Linked DNA regions of Sus scrofa: region 2 is linked to region 1. The links are chromatin contacts, called in public Hi-C maps. All regions are on one chromosome and are shown on one strand. The core of a region is the stretch at or near the end of the contact, and the rest is flanking DNA. Distances in the headings are between cores, read along the strand shown. Region 1 holds the start of SEC24B (protein transport protein Sec24B). Region 2 overlaps MCUB (calcium uniporter regulatory subunit MCUb, mitochondrial).

Evidence for each region. Hi-C and Micro-C count contacts between places; a contact is called where the count stands out from the background.
Region 2: a Hi-C map of liver shows a contact between it and region 1, with 2.5 times the contacts expected there. The contact joins the enhancer-like site here to the promoter of SEC24B in region 1. A contact is called at or near these places in 4 of 5 promoter capture datasets (fetal liver, fetal skeletal muscle, liver and 1 more), 33 of 47 Hi-C or Micro-C datasets (adipocytes, adipose tissue, alveolar macrophages and 17 more) and 2 of 2 datasets of contacts at active chromatin or transcription factors (alveolar macrophages and skeletal muscle).

What each region holds. Positions count from the first base shown.
Region 1 is chr8:112,761,517-112,764,414 of Sscrofa11.1, forward strand. It overlaps SEC24B (protein transport protein Sec24B), which reads right to left and starts at 1,354. Exons shown (of 23, transcript XM_021101681.1): 1 at 1,045-1,354. The coding sequence starts at 1,171.
Region 2 is chr8:112,545,792-112,548,689 of Sscrofa11.1, forward strand. All of the region lies in intron 4 of MCUB (calcium uniporter regulatory subunit MCUb, mitochondrial), which reads right to left. Among named protein-coding and RNA genes, the nearest start is that of CASP6, 28 kb to the left of the region's middle. Within about 2 kb of position 1,545, at least 2 of the 83 cell types and tissues checked have an H3K27ac peak or open chromatin away from gene starts, as enhancers often do. A contact at or near this core is called in fetal liver and liver, where this site is marked.

The sequences.
Region 1 (2,898 bases), core at 104-2,603:
AGGTTGGATAAAATAGGTCAGTCCAACCATCATTTGAAGAGTATCTGCAGACTGTTCTCTTACAAACGCAGTCATTATTCAATTACTTTCCACAGTTCTCCTCTGAAACACTATCGTCTATAAAGAGAGCCCTCCCCACCTCCCCGGCCGCATCCAGGAACATTCCAAATCTCAAGATTAGGGAATGGATATCCTAGAGCTGATCATTTTTCAGCTGAAACTCCTGCATACCAAAAGCCCATGACCTTAGCACCAAAGCAGCTTTCCCGTTGCACTGGCTGCTGCCGTTGGGAAGGCCCTGCCTCAAACAGGACCAACTCTGTCACGTTTTTTGGATTTATGAAAGTGCAGCTGGGGGTGGGGTGGAGTGGGGAACCTGCCAGATCTAAAAGTATTCGTTTAAATCCGTTTGACACCTGCCTCCTTCAAACACGACAAACTCCAAACATTTGAGCAGCCGCCGCAGCAGCATTGGACAGATCTTGAGGCCAAACTAGGTCAGGGTTACGGTTACACTTACGTTGCACATTAACACCCTTTGTCTACAAACTTGAACACTAAGTTAAGTTCCCTTCCAGGCAGCGTGCTCGCTGGGCCTCAGAATCGGTGCAGTCTTCCCGAGACAAGAAGGGCACCAACCACCCTGCTCCATGGCTACACCAGCCTTCTCCGGACCACGCACTCTGCGGCCTCGGCAAGGCCGGGTCTCTCGGAGAAGGGGTCGCTTGGGGGTAACTCTCCTGCGCCCAAGCTGCATAACACGGATTTCACAGGGTATCTGGGCTCCCCCTTTTCTAGGGCCCCTACTTATCCGGGCGGTTTCGTGCCTGGGGTCACACTACCGTAACAGCCCAGGGCCCCGATTCCCCAGGTCTGAACCCCCGCCGGGGCGCCCCTCCCCCCACGCCCGAACCCTGCAGCCCCCCTCCCCCGACCCTTACAGCCCCCCTTCCCACCAGCCCCGCCACCGCCCCGCCCGGTCGGGCCGCGCAGGCTGCCGGGCCGGCACTAGGCCCCGCGCTCCGCCCCGGCTGCCCGCCTCACCGTTCTGCTGGTGCGGCCCCAAGCCCGGGACCGCGGGCGCGGCGGCTCCTGGGGCGGCGGCTCCGCCAAGCTTGGGAGGGATCCGGGCGCTGGCGGCCGGATGAGGAGACCCGGCAGGAGCCGACATGACGGCGCTACTGGCGGCGGCCGCGGCTCTGCTTCGGGGAGGTGGGCGGAGGGAAAGGAAGGCGGGGCCGGAGAGGAAGAGGAAGGAACGCGCGCGGCGTCACCGAGGGAGTCACCCGGGACCGCGGCGGGAGTGCCGCGCTCCACCCCGGAGCTCAGCTCGCCGCCGCGGGTGCCGGGACCCCGGTCCGCTCCGCCCGGCCCTGCCCTGTCCTGCCCTGCTCTGCCCTGCCCTGCCCTGCCGCCGCCCCGAGCCGGGAACCGCGGGACTCCCACCCCGGGTCGCTCACCGCAAGCGCGGGCGGCGAGCGCCGCAGCGCCCCCTGCAGGCGGAGCCCGGCGCGCCCAGGCCGGAGGCAGGGCCCGGGGCGGCGGCCTGCCGGCCAGCCCTACAACCTCCGGGCCCGGCGGAGCTGCTGAGGCCTCCCGGCGAGAGGGATGGATCCGGATAGTAGGGGCTCTGGGCCCACTTTCACGTGGGGTGGAGGCTGGAGCGCTGCGGGCCGGGATGGGGCAGTGCCGGGAGAGGGGTTTGGGAGCTGCGGGGTGACATCCGGAGCCCCGGGCAACGCCGGGCTGGACTGACCCCACTCACCATTCCTCGGAAGAGGAACCCTGGGTTTGGCTTTGTACTTATTTTAATCCTGAGGGTTTTTCTTTTTTTTTTTTTTTAATTTCCTTTTTCTCCCTTAAGGTTAAATTCCAAAGGAAATAGGCATTCCAGCTTCTCGTCCGTGGGGAATTACAATCCCGGGCAAAGGAAGAGGAATTTACTTAAAATCACTGACTTAAACCGGGAAAGGGGGTACTAGAGTAAGAGAAACTGAAGGGCAAACTTTATCTGCCTCATGATTTTTTGCAAGGGGTTGGCTCATCCTGTTAGGATTGAAAAGAGGAGCTGTAGCATCCGAAGCAGGAATTCAGCTTGCTTTGTCTACCTTGATGAAATCTTTGAATCTCCGGTCTGTCCCAGCATGCTAAGTGGCAAGCAAGCCCTGGAGTTCATCACTCAAGTCATTTTGCCATCGTTCGGAATCCCGAGTGTGCCACAATCATTCTGTATTAGAAATGAAATTGTTCAAAAACAGCAAATTCCGAATGGGTTCCAGCAAGATATTTCTGGAGTGACAAGGCTAATTACTGAATGATTATGCCAAGCATAAAATGCCCTATAGCCCGAGAAAAATGCAAAGCTTCACTTTAGTTGTGGCCATGAATTAATGATACTTTGTGTTCGATACACCAAATGAATTACAAACAGGATTTCAGTAGCTGGATTTGGACTTTTTAAAATTTGTCTTTACTCTTATTTCCATAATTCTGGTTAATTTTTCCTTTTCATTTTATACACGGATAAGCAACTTAAACAATAGTTTACATTATCATAACCAGAAGCTAAAATATACTAGTTCCTGCATGTGAAAAATACCTTAAGCTAAATTCGTAGGTTTTAAAAACCAATGATGTTTTTAAATGTAAATTTTTAGAATCTTTAGAGAAAATTATATTGTGCACAGAAGACAGTCCTGTCCTGGAAAGCAATATCCCATTAATAAAAACTGCTTGAATTTTTAACATTTTGGGTAGATAATTTCAAAGAAATAAAATGTAAGAGAAAGTAGTATAATAGATCATCAAATATTCACCAACCAGCATCACTTGTTAGTTCAGGGCTAATTTTGCTTCATCTATACTGACACCAACCTCCATCCTCCCCGGATTATCTTG
Region 2 (2,898 bases), core at 295-2,794, 220 kb before region 1:
GCACAGGCTCAGGAAAGAATGAAAGAATGACCTAATGATAGGACTAGAGAACACATCCCCCCCCAACACACACCTTACAGTCATACCATTAAAGGCTTGTTTGCCATGGCTCCCTTTACCCAGTATATAGTGTTCAGCTTTCAACAAAGAATTACAGGGCAGGAGTTCCTGTCTTGATGCAGCAGAAATGCATCCGACTAGGAACCATGAGATTGTGGGTTCGATCCTGGCCTCACTCAGTGGGTTAAGGATCCGGCGTTGCCGTGAGCTGTGGTGTAGGTCGCACCTATGGCTTGGATCTGGCATTGCTGTGGCTGTAGCGAAGGCTGGCAGCAACAGCTCTGATGAGACCCCCAGCCTGGGAACCTCCATGTGCTGCAGGTGCAGCCCTAAAAATCCAAAAGACAGAAGAAAAAAAAAAAAAGAATTATAGGGCATACCTAAAGGCAAAAACACAGTTTGAACAGACAAAGCAAGCATCAGGACCAGAGCTGGATATAGCAGGAATACTGGAATAATAGAGTAATCTGAAGTAATAACTATAATATATGACAAGGGCTCTACTGAACAAAGCAGACAAGATGCAAGAACAGAGAAGTAACGTAAGCAGAGAATTGAAATTTCTATGAAAGAATCAAAATGAAATGCTAGAGATCAAAAGCTGCTACAACAGAATAAAAAATGCCTTCCATGGACTCATTAGTAGTAGTGCAGGGCTAAGAAATAATCTCTGAGATTAAGGATGTCAATAAAAGTTTCCCAAACTGAAAAACAAAGAAAAAACTCCATCATATTTAATGTGAGAAACCTGATGCCTTCCTGCGAAGACCAAGAAAAGGGTAAAGTATTTCCTCTCATCACTGAAAAATCATACTGCGAGTCCTCGCTAATACATTAAGAAAATAAAAGTTGATTATGAAGGAAGAAATAAAATTGTCTTTGTCCACAGATGACATGATTGTCTATGTGGAAAATCTGAAAATGGACCAAAAAACTCCTGGAAGTAATAAGCAATTATAACAAGGTGACAAGATACAAGGTTAGTATATAAAAGTCAATTATATCATATCCTTGAAGTGAACAAGTGGAATTTGAAATCAAAAACACACCAGCAAATACATTAGCACCAAAAGAAATTGAAAAACTTAGACATAAATCTAACAAAAAATGTATGAGATCTCTGTGAGAAAAACTACACACTCTGATAAAAGATATCAAAGAAAAGCTAAATAAATAGAAATATTCCTTGCTGATGGATAGAAGGACTCAATTATTATCCAGCTATCATCAGTTCTTCCCAACTTTATCTATAAATTCAATGCAGTCTCAATCAAGAGCTCAGCAATGTTTTGTGGAAATCAACAAATTTGGTTCTAAAATTTATATGCAGCATCCAAAGATTCAGAACAGCCAACTCAGTACTGAAGAAGAATAAAGGCAGAGACTGACACTGTGCAGCTTCCAGGCTTACTCTAAACTACAGTGTCAAGGCTGTGGTTCTGGTGAAAGGCCAGAGAGATCAATGGAGCAAATTCGAGAGCCCAGAAATAGACCCAAATAAATGCGGTCAACTGATCTTTGATCCAGGAGCAAAGGCACAGAGTGGAGCAAAGACAGTGTTTTCAACAAACTGTGCTAGTAAGAACTGAACATTCATATGCACAACAATGAATCTAGACTCAGACTTTACACCCTCCACAAAAATTAACTCAAAATGCATTATAGGCTTAAATATAAAATGCAGAACTAGAAAACTGCTAGAAGATAAACTCTAGATGACTTCGGGTACGGCGATGACTCTTTTAGATATAACACCAAAAGCCTGATCCATGGAAGAAATCGTTAAGCTAGACTTCATTAAAATGCAAAACCTCTGCTCTGCAAAAGACAATACCAACCAAATGAGAAAACAAGTCAGAGCTGGAGAAAATATTTGCAAAGAGAGATACGATAATGAATTGTGATTCCAAAATATACAAAGAAGTCCAAAACCAACAAGAAGAAAATTAACATCCTGCTTAGAAAACGGACAAAAGGACAGAACAGACACCTCACCAAACAGGATATACAGATGGCAAGCAAGCATTTGAAATCATACGTTATTAGACAAGTGTAAATTGAAACAATGAGCTGCTACTACTTCACATTAGAAGAGCCCAAATCCACGACGCGGACACTAAACACTGGCAAAGATATGGAGCAACAGGAGCCCTCATTCCCTGGGGACGGGAATGCGAAACGACGCACCTCCTTTGGAAGAAAGTCTGCCGGTTTCTTACACAACTAAACATGCCCTTACTTTGTGTACCAGCAATCATGCTCCTCGGTATCTACCCAAATGAACTGAAAACTTATGTTCACACAAAAACCTGCACACCGATGTGTATAGCCACTTTATTCATAATTGTCAAAACTTGGAAACATCCAAGATATCCCTCAGTAGGTGAATGAAGAAATAAATAGTGATACATCCATGATAATAGAATATTATTCAACACTAAAAAGAAATGAACTATCAAGCCATGAAGAGACATGAAGAAAACTTAAATGCACGGAGTTATTGTCGTGGTGCAGCAGCAACAAATCCAACTAGGATCTATAGGATACGGGTTTGATCCCTGGCCTCGCTCAGCGGGTCAGGGATCCGGCATTGCCATGAGCAGTGGTGCAGGTCGCAGATGCAGTTTGGATCCCATGTTGCTGTGGTGTAGGCTGGCAGCTGCAGCTCTGATTCAGCCCCTGGCCTGGGAACTTCCATATGCCTCACCTGCAGCCATAAAAAGGCAAAAAACCAACCAAACAAAAACTTGAATGCATACAATTCAGCAAAAAGAAGTGAAGTCTGAAAAAACTTACATAATTTATGATTTCAATATTTAACATTCCGAAAACACAAAA